2 separate regions of the Zea mays genome follow, and region 1 is linked to region 2. A link is a contact called in public Hi-C data. All regions are on one chromosome and are shown on one strand. Each heading gives the region's core, a stretch centred on a gene start, on an enhancer-like site or on the middle of the called end of the contact. The rest is flanking DNA. Distances are from core to core; before and after follow the strand shown.

Region 1 (3,472 bases), core at 595-3,094, 220 kb after region 2:
GTTTGTTCAGTAAATTCAGAGGTAGTCAGTTGCGTGGAAAATGTAGTAAATTCGGAGGTAGTCAGTTCTGTGGAAAATGTAAATTTGGCAGCCTCATGTCATTATTGTCAGCAGCATATATATAGCCAGACACACCCAATTCAGAGATTTTGAAGCAAGCACCTGACGAAACTGCACAATAATTAACCAAGGGGGTGAACGGAAGAATGTGTCCACATATCAGGTGCTGCTGGAGCCTGGGACTGGGAAGCCCTTCAATCAAAAGTCGAAACTGTACGTGTGTGGAGCTTGCTAGCTAGGCCAGTAAAAACTCAGCGTACGTGATTCATCTCTCTACCCTGCAAAAATGACAAAAGACACAGCTAAACATAAACAAAAACAAGCAGTGGCTTCTCTTCAACAGGCAGGCAGTCGTTCACCGACCCAGCTGAGCAGCCGAAAACACGATACTGGTTCGTTTACTCTCTCTCTCTCTCTCTCTCTCTATCATGCATCACAGTTAATTAGGGGGCGGGGGCGGCAAGCCTAAGCCTACTATTACACCCTGATGAAAGTCTGACGATACGCCGCCGTGAGCCCGGCCCGGAGCTTCATGTCCTTGAGGGCAGGGTCCTCCAGGAGCAGCACCTTGTCCATGTCCCTCACCCCGATCATGTGGAGGTGGTCGCCGTCCTCCCTCTCCTTGCCCCTGAACAGGAGCCTCTGCTCCCGAGGCTCCAGCCCTGTCATCTTCCACAGCACCGCCTTCAGCTCACCTGCAATCGTTTTTTTGCACGCCCACACTGCACGCGTTAAATAATTATTAGAATATATTTCTTCTACAATTGTGTGACAGCTCATCGCATGCTAATAGGTGGCGAACCGACGACAAGGGAGAGGAAGGTTCCACGCAGGATCGTCATCGTGCACTTGCAGGTAGCTATGCAGATCGACATATTGGTCATTGTGCAGAGACTGCAGACAAGCTAGCTAGCCCATGCCATTGTCTGTGTTTTCTATTGCTATGCTCCTACATGGACAGGCAGGACAACCCAGTGATACTTGTGGAGTTGTTGAGGGCTTGAGGGCGGGCCTGGTGACACTGCACGCACTCGTCAGTCATTTTATTGCTGAAGTAGGTGACGATGCTCGTGGAGTGGTGAACTCGCTCAGTCAGAAGGCCGGGTCGACAATAATGCCGATTAATTGGATCTGGCTGAGTAAACAAAACTATGTATAGCTAGGTTGTGTGGAGTAAATCTGTAGTATTATTGAGCTGTTTAGTTCTTGTGATCTTGTCGCAGCTAGCTTATTCTCACGCTTCCAGCATTAAGTGTAGTATCCATCAGAAGGATTCAGGAGACTACAACTCATCAATCAATTAATGGAGTCATGCATATGGCCTCTTTAATGACGTGCTACGAAAAAGATTGATTTCCATTCCTTTGTACAGCAGATAAGTACGAGAGAGATTTGGCGAGCAAATGAGTAGAGTACTGAGTACTGACCAAAAGTGCAGGTAGCCACGACGGAGACGTCGTGCCAGGAGAAGCCGGTGGCGACCCTCACGGTGATGACGTCCACGTGCCCCCTGCCGTCGTCCCTCTTCTGCACCAGCATGCCGCCCGGCCGGACCTCCCACTCGATCTCCCCGCCGCGGGCGCTGCCGGCGGCATCGCCGTCGCTGCTGCTGCTGCTGCTGGTAGTGCTGCTGCCCTTGGAGGAGCTCCTCCTGAACAGCTTCTTAGGGTACCTCAGCTTGATCATCTTCGTAACGACGGTGAGCTAGCTAGCTCTTTCTTGCAGTGCGTTACAGCTAGCAATGGAGTGTGCGGAGCAGATAGCAGCAGTGGAATGCCGGTGTGGCCGTAGAAGAAGGGTTCACTTTGCATATATAGGGCCGGGGTAGGAGGGAGGGGGAAGTAGTAGGAGGGGGACAGGGGGTCGGGTCGGCCTCTCGGCCTGCAAAGGACAAGCTTTACGAGCGTGCGTTTGTTTAAAAGAAATCCTCTCGCAAAGTGCCAAAGTCCAAAGCGGCAACCTCACCTCACAAAAGGCGCGACAACTTGGGTCTTGGGTTGGGTCAGTCCGGTCCGGTTTGCACAGGTCTGACAGGTGGGCCGCCGGTTCTCGCGCGCTCTCCACGTCTTTTTGCTCCAACACTCTGTACTGTACTGTACTGTACTGTACGTAGCACATGCAGTTGCCGACAGATTGAAGCTCAAAAAAATACACCGAGCGCGTCAATTAATGTGAATCTTAACGAACCGGGAACTTCTACTGACAGGAACGCACGCATGCAGCATGCATGCTCGCGGAACAGCCAGCTTTATCCCCGGTTCATAGAATCATAGTTCAGACATAGACTGGCTCGTCTTTAAATCATATCACACACCGTTTCTTCATGCACGCTTATTAGGAGAGATGCCAGATGTGTCTAGCTGCGTTTCACATCTGAGCCTTTGGACAGACACGAGAACCAAATGGGAGCTGTTTTTCACATCTGAGCCTTTTCACAGCTGCCATTAGAATAAAGAGGGTGGACGGAATATTGCCCTGCATGCGTTGCGCAACGCGACGCCCAAATGGGAGCTGGGAGAGTTGGCAAAGTGCACGCACGCATGGGGCCGCGCGCCCGCCCGCAACGCAGTGCATGCAGGAGCACGATGATGATTAGGGCGGGCGGGGCCGCCGTCCTGGTCGTCGTCGTCGTCGTAGGGCGCGAACCTACCGGAGTTTATTTATTCTAATAATGGCCGGCCGGCGGTTGGGCGCGCGCAAGTTTTCCGGCCGGTGTCCCGCGCCCGATGCTCGCCACTGATAAGACAACAAGCACACGCCTGCATAATTGCGCCTTCTTTGCATTTGTGTATTGAATATTTGATGAACAGCACAATAACAGGGAACGAACAAGAAAAATTAAGATGATGGGCGTGTGATGATTATATTAATTGTTCAGAGCTCGTACGTACGTCCGCTTCCTATATACCTGTTAGCTCGTTGTTTGTAGCTGAAATCTACTCCGATCCGATGCATCCAGTTGGCAAATATTACTCTCTTCTGGACAGCGATACCAATCTTCAAAACACTGGCACTGTACAGCAGCTAGTGTCAAATTTTCTATTAGGAACAGACATACATTCAAACGAAATTATGTTGTTTTATATATGCATGGAAGCGTTTTCAAAAGGCGAATCTGTACATACTTTGTCTTCAGGTTTATAGACTACATACTAGCTAGTCGATAAGTTATTCGTAATCAAAGTTTTTTTTTAAAAAAAGTTTGACTCGTATCCATTAATTAAACCTTGTTCCTACTGTCTAAATCATGTATTTGCGAACTAGCTAGATGGAGGAGCAATAAGAAGATATGTATATAGTAACCTAGCTACCATACACCTCTGCATCTTACTAAACAAACCCATGATAAGGTTGATCAGCAGTATAGTTTATGGTTATGATGGTTCAGGCTTTAGCGGTGGTTAAGCTAACA
Region 2 (3,740 bases), core at 849-3,348:
GACCATGCTGCTCGCGAGCGCACTGCGGCTGAACCACCCCAGGAAGATGACGCTGCTGGCAATGATGTTGTCACTGATGCCACCACTCATGCCGGCGACCCTCCTCCTTTCGAGGGACTTCTTCACCACGAGGTTGTTGGCTTGTTGCGCTCCTCAATCTGCACGTGCAAGTTGTTGCCGTGCATAATATCCATGCCCTCATGCCCCACCTCCTCAATCTCAACTTCGCCTTCTATGCGAGATGGGACAAATCCTTCCTCCTCACCGTCGACAAGTTCTCCTCTTCGACGTCGCCAATGTTGTTGCAAAAGCTACCTGGTTATGTCACTCGTGTGAGTTGCACACTCTTTGTGCATATAACCTTGGTGTATTGTGACAACATCAACTGTCTACATGTCTTTGAACATCGTTCAACACCAGCACACCAAACATGTGGAGATCGATCTACATTTCGTTCGGGAGCGTGTTGCACTTGGCGATGTTCATGTCCTCCATGAGCCTACGACATCCCAATTATGGATGAAAATTGATACTTATTCGAATATCATTTTTTGTCTTCTTCTTTGATTGCGAATAAATAGGATATATAATCTGCTATGCAAATTCTTGTTTTTAGCATTGAGCCTGTAAAGATTCATAAAAGATAAACCTCAAATTTATCATATATCTTCTCAAATGATAGATATAAAATTCGGATATAAATAAGGATACGGATTCAGATATATATATTTTCACCTTTTTGTTGTAGGGAGCAAATAATGCATAAAACAATTTATGCAAAATTTCATTATTATTTGTAATATTGTGTTTTATAACATAAGAAAAGATCAACATCATCTTTCATAGATATCTATTTTAAAATGTTAAATTTGTCCTAACAATTCGGATATCCACTTTCATCCCTAATCCTAATTTGCCGACATATTCACCATGGGGCTGCATTCGTCAGTCTCCACGGAGTTTCGGTCCAATCTAAATGTTCAATCTACCAAGGATGTGATCGTGGGGGCGCGTTAGAGGGCCATATATGGCTTGCATGTATGGGTCCAGCGCCCAGGCATTAATGGCCAGCCGGCAATATGTATCTTTGGTTGGAGAGAATTGAGGAGACCTTGTTGGTGTTGTTTCTATAGATCACAAGATCTCCACACCCCTTGTGCAGTACCTCTCTCAATCAATCAATCCACTAATTCCACTCTACCTCATTTGCTTTCAGCGATAAGTTCAGACATGATAAATTCTAAGAACCCAACAAGACCAGCTGAATTACAGAAGTACCATAAGGCAGGTGCAGAAGTATGCTAATTTAATTCAGTCATTTGAAGCTTTGCGGTGCCTTTACCGAGCAATTGGACCGAGGAGATGGTGCGGGAACATTCTCCTCCACATGAACCTCCTTCTTCGCTTCTTCCTTCTGTATGCTCCTCTGAGTATAGACAGCAGAAGTGCATCAAATGGGGGAAAATACAAAGGTTGCAACTTGCAACTTATCAGATGCAAAGCAGCAATGCCACAAAATGCATGGGCAGCGAGTAGAGACAGAGCTGACCCGCAGCTAAAAACAACGCGGAAGGGTTCGAAAAGCCATAAATTCACGCAAGCATCAAAAGCGTAGCAGCGTAGATGATTTCAGCCGCCGCTGGTACGTGCTGGTACTGCAAAACGAAGCCGCGATGGAAAGAGGTAGGAAGGAGAGAACACCGACAAGGATGGCTTCGATGTCGTCCTCCTCGCCGACCTTGCGGGAATCCCGGCGGGCACGCTTCTCCTCGCCCTTGGCTGTCTTCCGCTCCGTCTTCTCCTTCCCCTTCCCAGGCTTCTTCTGCTTCTTCCCCATCCCCTCCCTGCAGGGGACATGGGCTCGGGTGTTCAGCTTAGTACAGCAGCAAGGGGATAGAATTCGCAAGGCGGCAGGCATACCTCGCGCGAATGCTCTTCGCCGGAAAGCGGCCGACGAAGACCTGTGCAACTGGCGTAGGTCGGCGGCGGCGCGAGGTGAACGGGAGAAGGAAAACGGCAAAGAGGTGCGAGTGCAGGACTAGGAGAGCAACTGTTCCGGCTTCCGGGCCTGTTTACATGTAGCTCCTCCGTGCGCTACTGGGCCGGGGTTTTTTTTCTTATTCACCAGCTTCACTGGAGATGGAAATGTGTACCCAAACCTAAATATCTAACGGGTTTTACCGTTTTACTCAATATGAAAACAGATATAAGATGATTTCTCTATTTACGGTTATGCTAATGGGCAAGAACATCTACCTGTTGCGTAGACGGTACAGATACAAGCTGTTACTACCTATAACCGACTATCCATGGGTAAAATATACTCGCATCAATGCCACTATAACTATCTAATAGAGCATATCTTAACTAAAATAAAACTCTTCTCTAGCTATCGTTTGTCTAGCTACCAAGTTATATAATCATATGATTTGTTATATGTGAAGTTGAACTTGTTTTTATATCTTTTAATATTTTGATTGATTGATATATTGGAATTTAAGACGTTTCTAGTGGGTAAAGGTTACCTGACGAGTAAAATTACCCGTCTGGGTATGAATATGAGTAAGATTTTATATTCACGAGTATATACGGGTAACCCAATGAGAGAATTTTTTTATGGATACAATTATAGAATGGTACCCAACGAATATGTACCCGTTGTCATCCTAGACAACCAACTCTAGAACTAGGCATAAAATAAGAGCTCGAAGCCTAAAGCACAAAATACCCAAGATAGTGTCCTTTTAGTCCGAAGCCTAGTAACCGAGTAGTTTCTACGCGTAACAAAACTCAATACCAATTTTAATTCGGATCTAATCTGATAAGACTCTGCGATACCGGAAATATCTGCTAGGCCCGATTTTTTTTCTGCACCAGCTACAGGGCTGGACGTGTACATACGGATGGAACATGCATGCCGATGCAAGGGATGCCCATGCGTAGGAGAAGCCAAATGCTGCATGCATGCCTTTGGCGGCCACCAATCTGTTGAAAACACTAATGAAGGATTATGTGGTCAAATATCGAATATAGTCCTAAGAGCTATCACGTATCTATATATAGAATCTGTACCCCTCATATGGAATAGGGATCAGAAAGAGGTCAGAGACTCAACCCTATATCTTGTGTCTCGTGTGTTTCCTCTATCGTGTTTATAAAAAGGGAGACGGGTTTTCTACAGCTTCCTGCGCCTCTACTGCTGACGGGAGGGAATGGAGCGGATCTGGTGATCCGTGGTAACGTAGTTCTCAACACGTTATCAGCACGCTCTACCTCAACGTTCCTGTGGGATCAGAGATCTGCATCAACTTTCCGTCAAACCGGCAGGTCCTCCGGCCTTGTCGAACTGTCCTACGCGACAGGCTTCGTTCCTATTTACTGAATCAAGACACATGGTATGTAATTTCTAGATCGGAACTACGGTTTAGTTCCAATCTAAAGTTTATTGCGGCTCAAAACAAAAATATCGATGTTGGGTGCCACGCACTCCCCCCACCACGCGCTGCCACAAGTCGCTGAGCCGACCTGTCGCCGGTGTCGCGTACTCGCGTGAACCGCCTCAGTGCGGCACTTCACAATCACAAGAAAGCCCGCTCACCTGTCGGCCCCGTCGGCCGGCCCGCGTGGCCGCGCGTTAGCACCACCCATCTCAGGCGTGGACACACCTTTCCCATGCGTAGCAAAACGCTGGCAATGGGCTTCAGTCGTCGGCCCCTTCACGCACTACAGTGATTGCCTGA

Evidence for each region. Hi-C and Micro-C count contacts between places; a contact is called where the count stands out from the background.
Region 1: a Hi-C map of leaf shows a contact between it and region 2, with 6 times the contacts expected there. The contact joins the promoter of LOC100285291 here to the promoter of LOC103648564 in region 2. A contact is called at or near these places in 6 of 25 Hi-C or Micro-C datasets (bundle sheath, ear, leaf and 2 more).

What each region holds. Positions count from the first base shown.
Region 1 is chr2:38,344,575-38,348,046 of Zm-B73-REFERENCE-NAM-5.0, forward strand. LOC100285291 (BCL-2 binding anthanogene-1) reads right to left here and starts at 1,845. Exons shown (of 2, transcript NM_001158184.2): 1 at 1,488-1,845; 2 at 148-755. The coding sequence starts at 1,746. The coding sequence ends at 538.
Region 2 is chr2:38,127,911-38,131,650 of Zm-B73-REFERENCE-NAM-5.0, forward strand. LOC103648564 (kelch domain-containing protein 4) reads right to left here and starts at 2,099. Exons shown (of 21, transcript XM_020548261.2): 1 at 1,921-2,099; 2 at 1,706-1,844; 3 at 1,343-1,426. The coding sequence starts at 1,837.